Regions from separate parts of the Cyprinus carpio genome. Here region 2 is linked to region 1. Evidence: chromatin contacts called from public Hi-C data. All regions are on one chromosome and are shown on one strand. The core of a region is the stretch at or near the end of the contact, and the rest is flanking DNA. Distances in the headings are between cores, read along the strand shown.

Region 1 (2,700 bases), core at 13-2,512:
GAGTATCCAGTGGCAGTGTTGTGGAAGCCGGTGTGAATGATGGTTTACACGGCTTTGAGCTGTCAGTCAGCGGGAAAGGGAACACCACTGACGGGTCAATGCACTGTGAGGCAGGGGTGCTCATGTCCTGAAGGTAGCTGACGTTAGGGCTGGACCGACAGCTGTCCACAGAGTCGCTCCTGGAAGACTCTTTCCTCGCCGCCTGGAGCGACGCTAATCTCTCCGACACCACCTTCTCCAGCTTAGCCGCGGCGGAGAAACCGCTCCACATACAGTCCTGAATGATAATCGACTTCAGAAAAGACTGGGAGTAGTCCGCGTCGCAAATAAAGCTGTGGTTGACCACGTCGTCCCCGAGAAACTCCGAAACCATTTCCAGCTGGTCGGCCGTGGAGGGGAAGGGGTCTGACAGCGAGGGACGCCGGCTCGGGGAGAGCGGCGGAGTGGGGAGCAGTTCAAATTTCTTCCATATATCCTCATTGGGCGCCGGGGTCTGTCCGTGCTGGTGGTTATAAAAGTCCTCATCCTCGTTGTCGAAATAGAAATAGGGCTGGTAGGAGTCGTAGTCGTAATCGTAATTTTTACTCGCCATACTTGAATTCAGCGGCATGGTGGATGCCTGTGAATACATTATCGATCAAAACCGCCCTTTAAATGTTGCACAACTAGTTATTCATCTTAAGTCTAAACTTCAGTGCAGGAGAGTTGTCTTACAAACTCATCAACTTACTGAATGTGACACGTATTAAATAATACAGAACACTTATGTAAACTTGAAAAATATCTAAGACTATAGTCTTGATTTTATGGTCCAAGAGGTTTACAGAACAAAAGTTGGCCAAAAATTTGTTTACACAAATAAATAGATTAAAAACGCCCAAAAGTGAGAATAAATCATCATTCAGAAAGACTTACCGTAGCTGTGGTGAAACTGAATGAAAGCTGACAGTATGGTGAGATGTCAGTGTATGTGAACTATCAGGTGAAAGTAAATCCAAAGTGGGAGTGGGTCGCGCCGCTCAACCTGCGCACTTCTGCGACTGCAGCACCCGAGCGGCTGCTTGTCATTTACTGCAAGATTTCGAACAGCTGCTCCCGCGGGTTTTAATACTACGGATTGTTTTTCCCCTCCCTTACTCTAGATATTCATGCGCCGTTCCCGCCAAATGTGCAGGGCGTAGAGAGATGAACAGAACACAAACTCGTTCGTTTCTTGTTAGTTGTTCTAAAAAACACATAACCGAATGACAATGTATGTAGCAATGTAAAAAGATCCTTAAGATGTGACCTTATTTAAAGAAAACGAGTTACACACGGTCCTACTTGTCATCGCGGAGTTGTTCCGGGGCGGAGCTTTAATGAAAACACTGCACATTGAGTTGTGCATGAGAATATTTCTGAAAATCTACTGTGTGTAGTCGGCTACACCAGAACCCAACGCCTCTTATTGACACAGTTTACTAGTTCCTCACACAGCTGCTAGTGCTGGGGGTCAGAAGGGGTGATTTTACATCACCAAAATGTAACTGTCATGAAATAAATCCACAGACATCCTAATTATCCTAAATAATTATTTCTGATAATTACATTAAGCAATCTGACGATTATTTTTGAGAATGAGGATTGAAATATTTATTGAACTGTTATTGTTATTGTCACTGTCGTTATTTGCATTACAGTAATGCTGTAATGTTGCCTACTGCTTAGGCTATGTTGTAATCATCATCCTCGTTTTTGATTGATTATTATAAATAAATCAAGATTCGAGTCAGTTTTATTACTGATTATCAAAATAAGCCTGATATAATGTTTGATCTTGACCTGATGGATGAAGGAGCACACGTTCTCGATTCTCTCAGAAGTGGTAAGTGCTTCCCTCTGGTGGCTAATCTGTAAGAAGTATCATAGGATTTAACTCTATTGAGTGATATTAATTATTATCTGTCTGAGACAAACATTGAGTTTATCTGCAGTAATTACGCTTTTTTAATTGAATGTTATATTGAGCAGGATTCAAATACTTATTTAAACCGTTTTAAGAGGATTTTAAACTGGTGTTTATTTGTGTCTTGGGACCTAATTCTAATCATTTTGTGACTTAGAATTGTTGAATAAATGTAGGCCTATAGTATATTGATTCAATTGTATAATCCATAATAATCCTTAATTGTCTTGTTTAAAATATTACTGTATAGGCACAATAAAATAATATGTTTCAAAGCTTGGAGTCTGTAAGATTTTTTAATATTGATATATATCTTAGGTTGAATGTATTTTCCAAAAAAAAAAAATAGCTTATATTGTGAAATATTACAATAAAAACTGGTTTCTGTTTTAATATTCAAAAATGCTAAAAGGTGGTTTATTCCCGTAATGACACAGCTGAATTTTCAGCAGTTATTTTTCCAGTCTTCAGTGTCTTTTGCATTTACACATTGTTTTTTAGGATCCTCCAGTGGCCGACAAGCTCAAAACAGACAAAATAATAATAATAATAATACTAATAATAATTTATTATTATTATTATTATTATTTTGTTCTTGTTGTTGTTATTCACAGAAAATTTTGCATTGAAACTTGACTTGCTTGACAGTTGTGGTTACCATTCACTTTTATTCACTCACTTTATGCTATAAATAATCTTTGTGTTCCACAGATCATAGAGCTTTAAAAAAAAAAAACTGGATGAGTGAGTAGTGA
Region 2 (2,700 bases), core at 197-2,696, 59 kb before region 1:
ATATCCGCTAAACTGTATTATTATTTCCCATATCTGCAATAGTTTGTCTTTTCAATCAATCAGTGGTCGTTTTCTTCTCACGTTATAAAAAAAAACTCAAAATAATATTGTGAAATATTATAACTCAAAATAATTTCTCAATTTTAATATACTGTAAAATAGAATTTATTCCTTTGTAATGGCAATGTTGAATTTTCTGTATAGGCAATACTCTAATATTAAGCGTCACATGATCCTTCAGAAATCACTTTATATTAATGTTGAAAACTTAAAAAAAAAAAAAGTTCAAATGAACAGCATTTATTTCAAAGAGACTGAAGTGTCTTCCCTGCCACTTTTGAACAACTGAATTAAAACCTTTTTAAATGACCCCAAATTTTTAAATGGCAGTGCATACTATTTACTTTAAAAAATGTTAGAAATATATTACATAAATATAAAAACTAATCCTATTTTATGGTTCTCTGCTTGAAGCTCTTTCTGATTCTGGTTGGTCAATCACAATATTTATTGGTTATATGAGTTTACATAACAGCTGCTGAACTGAATTATTATTTCCTTATTATACTCCTTCAATCACATGGTCACACATAAAAACAATAAAAACTCAAAACAATATTTCAAGTCCATTTATGTATTTATTTGGCAATAGCAAGGTAATATGCAGGACATTTTAGAGTCAGTCGGTCACTAACAAAATAAACCCCTTCAGGGGCTGAACCTGATCATCCTGTCAGGGTTTATTTAGTGATAATGACCAACTGACTATACATTACCTCTTACATATTTCATTAAAACAAAGTAATAGTCTTGACATTCATGGTTACATTTGTAATTTTACATTTCATGTCTCTGTAAAGGCGCCAACACTCCCCCAGCAATAACAATAGACCGTAATTCATCATATGAGGGTCTCCAGGAATAAGAGGAAGAGCGTAAACAAGAAAACTGTGACGACAGGCAGACGAGAACATACAGAGGTCAGGCCTGTAATCATCTGACCCAATCAATAATTAACCAAGGTCACCTTTAATGACGGCGAAGCAACGTGGCATATATTATTCATACAAACCGCTACATGAAAAGACAGTGGTGGAGAGACTGTGAAAGTGAGACTAAGGTGATGGATGGACAGAAAGACAGAAAGTAATTGAGAACCAGTAAACCGATCTTTCTGAAGAGACATCATTCATATACACTTGCTGGTCATGTCAAAGAAATGTTTCTGAGGAATCTTAACAGATTTGCTCTGTGATGCAGCAAACTCCTCTGTAGTACCCATTCGATGAATCACCACAGAGCTGGAACCTGTAATATAAATGCAGTTCACTCAAATGCCACAAGAGTTTCAAAGAGACATTCATCTTAGAGGAAACAAAGTGAGCCAATCTCCACGGGGAGGTTTGCGGTGAGAGAGGACTGAGGAGTGTAAATGCCGGCAGTCGAGCGTGGCGGGACCTCTCCTGCTGCAAGGCAAAAGAGAGAAAGTTTGAGGCAAACTGGAGTCTTTGTTCATATCCCACGTGGCAGAAGGGGATTTCCTTGCTTTCCCTCACTCTGACGCACTTTCACTACACTAAACACACAGGAACAGATACAGATAAATGATGCAATGTCAAGCAATCCAGAGGGATCAAGGCTGCCAGAAAAAAAGGACAAAGTCCTGACTCTGCCGGACACCTTGCTAACCCTGTGATGAACCCTCATCAGCAAAAACTTGACTATGGATTGCAAATATTTTGCAATAGGTTGTTTGCACATGATGTCACTGATGATGCACGAAATGCAGATGGAGGGCAGGAAGTGATTTTTCTTCATGGGAATCACTAGCAGAAACTCAAAATGCATGTGTTTTGCATTGTTTATGGATGCTTAAATTGGCCAAACCGAGAGACCACAAGGAGCTTTTATCATGTACGAAAATGCGTTGTTCATAAGTGGGGAAAAGTCAAGAAATTGATTGAAAAACACAGGAAAAAGTGACTTGTAAACCTTTGTCTATGGTCAGGAGGAGCGGAACTGGTGTTCTGACGATTTGTGCTACCCTGCCAGATTTTGCTACCTCCCATTAAAACAGAGGGTAGCATAATTCGATAGCGAAAAGTGCTACCTATCAGATTTTGCTTCCAGCAAGATATTAATAAGATGTGAGGCTTTATTAAAGGGGTCATATGATGCGAATTTCAAGTTTTCCTTTCTCTTTGGAGTGTTACAAGCTGATTGTGCATAGATAAGATCCCTGAAATTGCAAAGACTAAAGTCTCAAAACCAGGGAGGTCAGTGTGTTGCTGTGTGTCATGGAGATGCTGTGTGTTTCTAGGCGAAAGCAAAAGCACTTTATTTGGCCTTCTGAAAGTAGATGCATTTAGGAATCTTTAAGATTACTTACAACAGAACAGAAATGCAGTTTATGGACAACCGTTTTGTGAACCTAGGAGAGGAGGTAATTCTGACTTTGCTACAACAATCTGGTGCTTCTGAATCAGACTGTAAGTATGTTTTGTTATTAGTTTAAGTATTTGCTATTGACTGTTCAAATGCGGAGTTTTGCACGTTGTATATGTGTGTGTGTGTGTGCACGAGAGAGAGAGACAGGGTCACATTACAGTGGAGTCAGCTGTCTTAACCGTCCGTGGCTTGTGTACTGCAAACACATACAAGCCTCATCACTGTGTCTGTCACACGACTCTGTTCCCCTTT

The links. Hi-C and Micro-C count contacts between places; a contact is called where the count stands out from the background.
Region 2: a contact with region 1 is called in a Hi-C map of liver, with 2.1 times the contacts expected there. The contact joins the enhancer-like site here to the promoter of LOC109104004 in region 1. A contact is called at or near these places in 2 of 8 Hi-C or Micro-C datasets (both in liver).

What each region holds. Positions count from the first base shown.
Region 1 is chrB2:18,144,629-18,147,328 of ASM1834038v1, reverse strand. It overlaps LOC109104004 (transcriptional regulator Myc-B), which reads right to left and starts at 1,262. Exons shown (of 3, transcript XM_042718474.1): 1 at 916-1,262; 2 at 1-619. The coding sequence starts at 610.
Region 2 is chrB2:18,203,892-18,206,591 of ASM1834038v1, reverse strand. No RefSeq gene overlaps it. Among protein-coding and RNA genes, the nearest start is that of LOC109062208, 57 kb to the left of the region's middle. Within about 2 kb of position 1,446, at least 2 of the 8 cell types and tissues checked have an H3K27ac peak or open chromatin away from gene starts, as enhancers often do. A contact at or near this core is called in liver, where this site is marked.